2 separate regions of the Ovis aries genome follow, and region 2 is linked to region 1. A link is a contact called in public Hi-C data. All regions are on one chromosome and are shown on one strand. Each heading gives the region's core, a stretch centred on a gene start, on an enhancer-like site or on the middle of the called end of the contact. The rest is flanking DNA. Distances are from core to core; before and after follow the strand shown.

The links. A called contact is a pair of places that touch in the nucleus more often than the background predicts.
Region 2: a contact with region 1 is called in a Hi-C map of hypothalamus, with 1.9 times the contacts expected there. The contact joins the promoter of SGMS1 here to the enhancer-like site in region 1. A contact is called at or near these places in 2 of 16 Hi-C or Micro-C datasets (hypothalamus and muscle).

The regions. Positions count from the first base shown.
Region 1 is chr22:8,585,912-8,590,414 of ARS-UI_Ramb_v3.0, forward strand. The region is part of intron 5 of SGMS1 (sphingomyelin synthase 1); the gene reads right to left. Among named protein-coding and RNA genes, the nearest start is that of ASAH2, 160 kb to the left of the region's middle. Within about 2 kb of position 2,445, at least 8 of the 54 cell types and tissues checked have an H3K27ac peak or open chromatin away from gene starts, as enhancers often do. A contact at or near this core is called in hypothalamus, where this site is marked.
Region 2 is chr22:8,805,690-8,809,745 of ARS-UI_Ramb_v3.0, forward strand. It overlaps SGMS1 (sphingomyelin synthase 1), which reads right to left and starts at 2,218. Exons shown (of 10, transcript XM_060404923.1): 1 at 2,030-2,218.

The sequences.
Region 1 (4,503 bases), core at 1,195-3,694:
CCTATGACCTAACATTTAACCTTAGCAACAGGCATAGTCAGTCAGTCAGTTCAGTTCAGTTGCTCAGTCATCTGATTCTTTGAGACCCCATGAACTGCAGTCAGGCTTTCCTGTCCATCACTAACTCCTGGAGCTCACTCAAAATCATGTCCATCCAGTCAGTGATGCCATCCAACCATCTCATCCTCTGTCGTCCCCTTCTCCTGCCTTCAATCTTTCCCAGCATCAGGGTTTTTTCTAAGGAGTCACTTCTTCGCATCACATGGCCAAAGTATTGGAGCTTCAGCTTCAGCATCAGTTCTTCCAGTGAATATTCGGGACTGATATCCTTTAGGATTGCCTAGTTTGATCTCCTTGCAGTCCAAGGGACTCACATAAAATGGGCCTATATCCTAGACGATGAAACTGATAAATCTTTCTTGACTCTCATATTCCTTATAAAGCTAATTTTATGGTCTTAGACATTGTAAATTAAATTCTAGAATCATCTGTGCTCCCTCCCTCCCTATTGACAATTCACTATCACCTGGCATAATGACAGCTTCTTAATGTCTTTCATATTTGTACTGGTTTTCCATTCTGGTTCAAGTGACCCTCATGCCAGGGTCACTAAAGTTGAGTCTCCTAACTGCTGCTCCTGCTGCGAGGTCCAATCCTCTCTGCTTCCAGGACATCATTGTCACGTGATAACTGTCAGAGTCCAGCATGCCATCATATCATAAACACTTCTTCTCTCTTATCAATCAAACAAGTAGAGTTTTGTAGTAGAAATCAAGAGGAAAACATGTGTGTTGCAGGCAACTTTCTTCAAACAGTCATTGAAATTAATACTGATTTTTAGGCACATTGATTTTCTGCTTATGAAACCATTACTGTCAATTATACTAACTGAGCGACTTCACTTTCACTTTTCAAACTGATAATATGTTGGCTGTTACATCAAGAACTGTAGCTCTTTTATAGTATATGAAAGACTATATATGTGTGTGTGTGTATACATATATATAAAACCTCTGTGAATATGAGCAACTCAATAAACTTCGTGACCTTGCAGTTTAAAATGTGCAGTTGGGGACTTGCTTGGTGGCCCAGTGGTTAAACACTTCCAATGCACAGGGCATGGTTTCAGTCCCTTTTGGGGGAACTAAGATCCCACATGTTGTGAAGCATGGCCAAAAAATAAAATAAAAAATAGAATAAAATATGCAACTGTATGCATGTGTGCAGCCATACATAGATAAAAGAGGACGGGAAAGGTAACCCACACAGGAAAGAGAGAGAGACTCTAGTTGTTTTTTTTTTTTTTTTAATCTGGGATCCAGTCAAGCTGAAAATGTATACAGTGGGTGCTCCATTCAAGAAGAAGGAAGGTTCATAAATAAGTTCACCTGTGATCATAGCTCAAAGCACCTGAAAGATGTTTTCAATGATCCTTATGCTTTGGAAATAAGGACACAATTACCAACGTTATCAGAATGTTCTCACAAAAGAAAAAGGGTCACCATTTCTAGGGTATCTTTGTTGTCCAAAGTTAAAATGACAGTCTTTGTTCTTTGCAATCTATGGTTCTAAAAAAGAAACGATTAGCTCCAATCTCAGCGCCATGATGCTGCTGCTGTTTAGTTGCTAAGCTGTGTCTGACTCTTTGCGACCCCATGGACTGCAGCACACCAGGCTTCCCTGTCCTTCCCTATCTCCCAGAGTTTGCTCAAACTCATGTCCATTGAGTCAATGATGCCATCTAACCGACTCATCCTCTGCCTCACCTTTCTCCTCTTACCCTCAATCTTTCCCAGCATCTGGGGCCATGATGTTCAGTCATTCAAAAGCTGGCTTTCACCTCTTCAGCCCCCATCTTCCACTTAAAAAACCTTTGGCCAAATAATCCCACCAGCCTACTTCTTGTTCCCCTAAAGCAACAGGCACACTACCACTTCCATACCTGGGCCCACTCATGGCCTCTGTCTCTCCCACTCTCCTTAAAACTTACCACCTTTCAGATCCTCTCCAACCCCCTCCTTTTCTGGAACCCTATTGACTGGTTCAAATCCCAGGGAACTCTCCTCTCTTCCAAATGCCTACAGCTTTATTCTTTAATACCTCCATCTCAAAACTAACTTAGAGAGCCTAAGTGTCTTCCTTCTGTTTGAAATCTCTGGCTTTTCTCTTTCCGATGACAAAAGTCCATTGGAGACAGAGACAATGTTTCAGAGGCCTTGTCTCCCCAGGATCTAGCAGATTCTGAATAAATAGCTGTTGTTGATATAATGGTGTCTGAGTTATATAACAGCCACAAAGGAGAAAGAAAAACTTTCCTTTAACTGCTGACACATCGAGAATACACAAATATTATAGCTGTTCAGCCCAGTTGGCAATCAGAACCCAAGCGACAGATGTGAGTCTTTGCTCTTTACGACATGTTCCAACAGTAAAGAATGCCACTACTGAGAAAGCAAATCTGATACTTCCTAAAAGGAAGTACAGTTTACAAAAGAGTGTCAGCACATACCATCTCAGTTCCCCAAATACTAACCCACTCACAAGAACAGAGGGACTAAGTCTTTCTATCTTCCCTTTCCAATAAGGAACACATACACACATATTTGACAATCTCACCAAAGACCAATTCCTTCTTAAATAGAAATATCTTACTGTTTACCTTAAAGTACTCCTAAGCATCAAAGTTAGCACATGGCAGTTGTCCGAGGCAACATATAACTGTTAGAACCATCATAAGTTTCCATTTGCTTATATGGTTTAAAATAAAAAAGTATACGACATTTGCATTAGAGCAAGCCTCTATTCAAGAGTCATTCTCATCCATAGTCACTCATCTCTTTTGATTAGTGCTAATACAGTTCTCCTTTTATGAGATGAGAATAAACACTACCGTTGTCCTAAAAGAGCTGTGATAGATCAGCTGCCCTACTATGCAATTACATTTATTATAACTGCTCATGACAGAGACACACTTCTTAAATATTCCAAATATAAACAACCAGATTAGTTAGTTTTCTTTAACTTGCAGGTAACATGGCACTTGAAGCAGCAGAGGCAAAAGATAGAGCGACTGACTCTGTGCTTAGTCACTCAGTCATATCCAGCTCTTTGCAACCCCACAGACTGTAGCCCACCAGGCTCCTCTCTGCATGGGGTTTTGCAGGCAAGAATACTGGAGCAGGTTGCCCATTTCCTCCTCCAGCGGATCTTTCCGATGCAGGGATCGAACCCGCGTCTCCTGTGTCTCCTGCATGGCAGATAGATTGTTTACCTGCTGAGCCGCCAGGGCTAGCCACATGAAAGCCACAGGCGTGGCTGGGCTCCAGGGCCATTTCACTGTGACTCCACCAGGACAGGAGGACATCTTTGCTTCTACATGTTGGCTTTGCTCTCCCTTCCTAAAATCTGCCTTCTTCCACTTAACTCCCAGCTCTGGCACTGAGAGGGGCTATTCCATAGTTATAATCTTAAAAGTTCTGAAGAAAAACTCACACTGGTCAGCATGGGCCATGTAGCCACCCCAGGGGCCAAGGTCCCATAACTGACTAGTCTATGCTAGAACTACCTAGGTGAACTGGAGGAAAGAGCAACTAAGTTCTCCAGAAGGTGTTTACTTCCCAGAAGTAAAAAGGAGGGCTCCTTTGTCTGTCCCTGAAACATCAGCACCTATCAAGGAATTCCATTTCAAGTCTAACACAAAAGCTTATCTCAACAGTCTTCAATCTGGTAATAAATTACATTCTGAGAGTTGTTTAATGAACTCTAAAGCTAATGAACTCTTCTGTGGCACTTGAAATGCATTTCATTAGAGACCAGATGTAGAGAGACTGGCTTCTCTGGCGAGTCTTTAAAGGCCTATTTAACTCATGATTTATCTGAGGTGTAATGTTAATAGTTCTAATACGACACTCAAACCCCATTCATAACATTGTTCCTATAGGAAAATGTACTTGAAATTCCACCTATAGCAAGAAAAACGTGCAATTGAATTCATTTACTGAGGATCTAGTAATGATGGTGGCTTCCATCGTGCACATATCACTTGACATTTAACCTGTACACAGTACAGCAAGGCAGGTATTAACAACTGTACTGAACACATGAGGAAACTGAGCGTTCGAGAAGGTTTTGAAGCTTAAGGTCAATCATGAAGACGTGTCACAGCCTGCTTCAAAGCTATGAATGTCTGACCCCAGAGCTGGTGGCATCCTGTCCGATATCCATAGCAGCCAGACAAGAGTGGGCTTTTAGTTCAGGTGACTGAGAGCTGAGCTAACATTTCCAGCTCTGTGTAAATATCTAGATTTCCCTGCAGAGAAGAGAAGGAACTAGTGGGCAGTCATAGTCAATAGCCAGACATCAACTTTCTATATCTTCCCAAGAAAAGGTATTTCTCTGTGGCAAAACAAAAGAAAACATTTCTCTGGGGAAACTTCAAGTTATACAAATGCTGGTATTGACATGAAGACTGTCTGAAAATTAAGGGTCTATAGATAGTATCTT
Region 2 (4,056 bases), core at 968-3,467, 220 kb after region 1:
TGAAGGTGAAATGAAACATCTGAGAAGCTCCTGGAAGGATTCTCTTCACTCCCTCTGGCCCTGGCAAGCCTCATCCCGAATTTTACTCGAAGCTCCGGAGACGGAAACAAGCTTTAACAAGAAGCTTCCAGTGTGCCTCCGTTAGCGGACCAGGACACCGTACCAGACCCACCAGAGGAAGCAGAAAGCCCGAGCCTGGGCTAAGAAGGTGGGAGAAACAGCCCTGCTGTCGCTGCCCTGCCCTTGACAAGTCGCCTCGGAATCGCGGAGACCCTTCAAGGGAAAAGCCGCGTCCTGGAAAGAATGTCCAGCTCCAGGCTGGCTGACGGCTCCTCCAAGGCCTTACCCCTAAGCACCCTCAAGCGTGGGGGCAGCCCCGCCGGGTGTCAGAGCCGCCCCCAAACCTGGAGGCTGTTAAGCGGTCTGTGGAGGGAGACTCGCTGCTCAGCGAAAGGGGTCCCACCTGTTATGTTATCCACGGACATCGAGCGGGGGAGGGGGGTGGCTCGGAGGTACCCCGAAACTCAGAGTGCCTGGCCAGCTGCGATCGGACCCAGAGGTACCAACTGTCACGCCGCCACCAGATGGGGGTAGGGCCGTGATTTGGGGTCGGATCTGCGGGTCTCCCGACCCCCGCCCGCCACTGTCCGAAGGTTCTTCGGCCCCGCCACAGTCCGCTCGCCCCAAACCGACACTAGGCAGCCTTGCAGTCCGCACTCAGGACCGCTGAAATAGGTGCCCGCTGACGCCCCCGCCTTTCTCCCCGCCCCAACTAGGTCCGGGAGCCCCGCAGGCGGCCCGCCCCCTCGTGGCCCCGAGAACAGCTGCGGGACCGCCCCCCGCCCCCCGAGCGGCGGCGCGGGGGGAGTGCCAGCCAGGTACTCGCCAGGCGCTGAGCCGGCTGCGCTCACGCCCCCTCGCCCCAGGGTTGCCGGCACACCTTTCCTGGCGTCAAGCCAGACCCCGGAGGTGGGTGTCCGATCTGCTCCCCAGCGATCGGCTCTCTCCCGCCGCCCGACTCACTTGCACCGGAGTCGCGGCAGCCGCCGGAATTCCGCTCGCCGAGCCCCCAGCCGCGGAATGAAATCCGGGGCAGGGCAGCGTTGGGGCTCCGTACCCGGATTGCGCTCTCTGTCCGGCTCGTCGGGCGCTAGGAGAGAGCAGCCTTCCCTGGCCGGCCCTTCCCGCTCCCGTGCTGCCCCTCGCTGCCGCCGCCGCTGCCCCGGCCACTGCCTAGCTGGTGCGAACGCTTCCGACTAGCCACCGCGAGCCTCCCGGGCTGCCGAGCATGCCCAGTCCGCTGCCCGAGCCGGCCCAGCTGCCCGCGCTACGCAAATCCGCTCCTCCGGGTGTTCGCGGCAGCTGGGAGGGCGGGGCAGGCGGGCGGGGTCTGCAGGGAGCTCGTCCCCGGACCCAGCAGGACTCCGGCCAGACTGCGCACCTAGGGGCAAGCGAGGCTTGGCACCCTGTTATTTCATTTTCAAGTAGCTGAAAACTCGGGAGGCGGGCGTTTTCTCCTCCGAGGAGAGAGGCCTTGCTTGCACATTTTTCGGGGGCCGTTTAGTGAGGCCGGACGAAAGCCAGCTTTTACGCGTGGGGACAGTATTCCACTTGGAGCAAAACCAGAATTGAAGAGCTGTAGCCGGTCAGAGCAGAGAACGCAAATTCGGCCTCCTGGAGACCCGGTTCGCAGGCACGAGTTTGCTGGCTGCCAGAGGATTCTCTTTCCCACCGAGCCTAGGAGTACAGCACTTGGAATTAACTCGTGATTGATCATAAAGACAAACAAACAAACAAAATTTAAATGGCGGACCTCACACTCTAAGGTTCATCCTCAAACCTCTATTCACAGACTCCCCAAAAACAGGGAGCGAAGGCGAGCAAGGCCTGGAGTACCTTCAATTGGAGGGGGGAGACTCGGGCCCGCCCCTTCCCGGCCCCACCTCCTGCCGACCCGACGGAGCTGCGGGAAAAAGCTGGAGAGCCGGCGCACGCGGGCCGGAGCACTGCGCATGCCCAGTGGCCCGACCTGGTGCAGGTCGCTCGAAGGAAGGTTTTTTCCGGCTGCCAGAGGTGGACTCCTGCGCCCGGGGAGCGGACGCCCGGGCGAGCTCTCGGCTTTCTGCAGTGGGATGTTCCCTTCTGTCTGTACCGCTCGGTACCCGGGTGGCGGAGAGGCAGCCTAGGGCTGCGCGACCCGCGGGGTCCGGGACTCGGCGAGCGGGGGAGGGGGCGTGCGGCGGTATCGCCGTGACACGTGACTGTCCGCGGCGCTCCGGGCAGCCATCTTCCGCTGGGCCCTCGGTCGGTGGGCAGTCGGGACGGGCCGGAGAGTTGGCAGGATGGGAGCAGAGAGCTCGGCTCCCCGCCACGCCCTCACGCCGGGCTCCAGCTTCTGCTCCGCACCTGCCTCCGCCCCGCCCGAGGGCGCTGGATTCCGGGCTCTGGCCCTAGGTTTCTGAGAGGACAGACTCCCGCGAGGGCTAAAAACAAACGGCTGTGAAATCGAGAGGGCAGGACTCCGGGGGTGGATGGCCTGTGCTTTTTCCCAGAGGCGCAAGTTGGAGAAAGGGGCCCCCTTCTGTAAGGCAGTGACGCCGTTGCTCCAGCTGCTTCCCTCTTCTGATCTGTTCCCTGCGGAGACGTAGTGGGTCGCTGGGAACGTCTGGACAGAGGCCATCGCTGTCCCTGAGATGTAATATCCCCGAGCCCCTGCCGGTGCACAGCTGGAATAGCGAACCTTTATTGATGTCCTGCCACGAACCACTTGGGGTCCCTGTGGCCTTAGGACCAGATGAGTCGCCATCACCCGAGAATTTGTTAGAAATGCGAAATGCTAGACCTCCAGCGTTTTGAATCAGAAACACTACTGGGGGAGAGGAGGTATCCTGCCACCTCAGTTAAGTCCTCCAGCTGGTTCTGGTGAACATTATACTGCTTTATTTCAACTAAATTTTAGGGCTCCTCACTTTATAAACGAGGCATTGAAATTTTGCCCCAGAAGAGGGTGAACTGGGCAGAGAGTGTGACCCAGTGCCGGCGTTTAATCGCACCCTTCACTGTGGATGCTTCACTGTTACGTCACTATACTGCTCTTTCAGGGAGATTTTTAAAAGTACATTTGTCACATAGGGGTTTAAAATAAAAACTGCAATTCAGTTCAGCAACATCTTTTGAGTGTACAGAGGGCAAAGCTCTTTGAGTCATAGTAGCCCTATTGAATATTTTCATCAGTTTGCACCAAAGAAGTGCAAGAAAGGCTTGCTTTCTTGTGATGTAAATTTTTCAAACTGAGGAAGTGCCAGAAGACTGCTGGCTGACTTATCTGAAGTGCTGTTTATGCAGAATGGCCAGACTTAGGACTTCTAGAAAATGCCATTCAAGGAAGCAGATGGTGTTGACATGTGTCAAGGAGTCTTTCAGTTCAGTTCAGTTGCTCAGTCGTGTCCGACTCTGCGACCCCATGGACGGCAGCACACCAGGCTTCCCTGTCCATCACCAACTCTGGAAGCTTATTCAAACTCAGGTCCATTTAGCTGATGATGCCATCCAACCATCTCATGCTCTGCTGTCCCTTTCCCCTCCTGCCTTCAATCTTTCCCAGCATCAGAGTCTTTTCCAGTGAGTCAGTTCTTCCCATCAGGTGGCCAAAGTATTGGAGTTTCAGCTTCAACATCAGTCCTTCCAACAAATATTCAGGACTAATTTCCTTTAGGATGGACTAGTTGGATCTCCTTGCTGTCCGAGAGACTCTCAAGAGTCTTATCCAACACCACAATTAAACGCATCGATTCTTCAGCGCTCAGCTTTCTTTATAGTCAAACTCTCACATCCATACATGACTACTGGTAAAACAATGGCTTTGATTAGATGGACCTTTGTTGACAAAGTAATGTCTCTGCTTTTTAATATACTGTCTAGGTCGGTCATAACCTTTCTTCCAAGGAGCAAGCGTCTTTTAATTTCCTAGCTGCAATCACCATCTGCAGTGATTTTGGAGCCCAAAAAACTCTGTCACTGTTTCCATTGTTTCCCCATCTATTTGCCCTGAAGTGA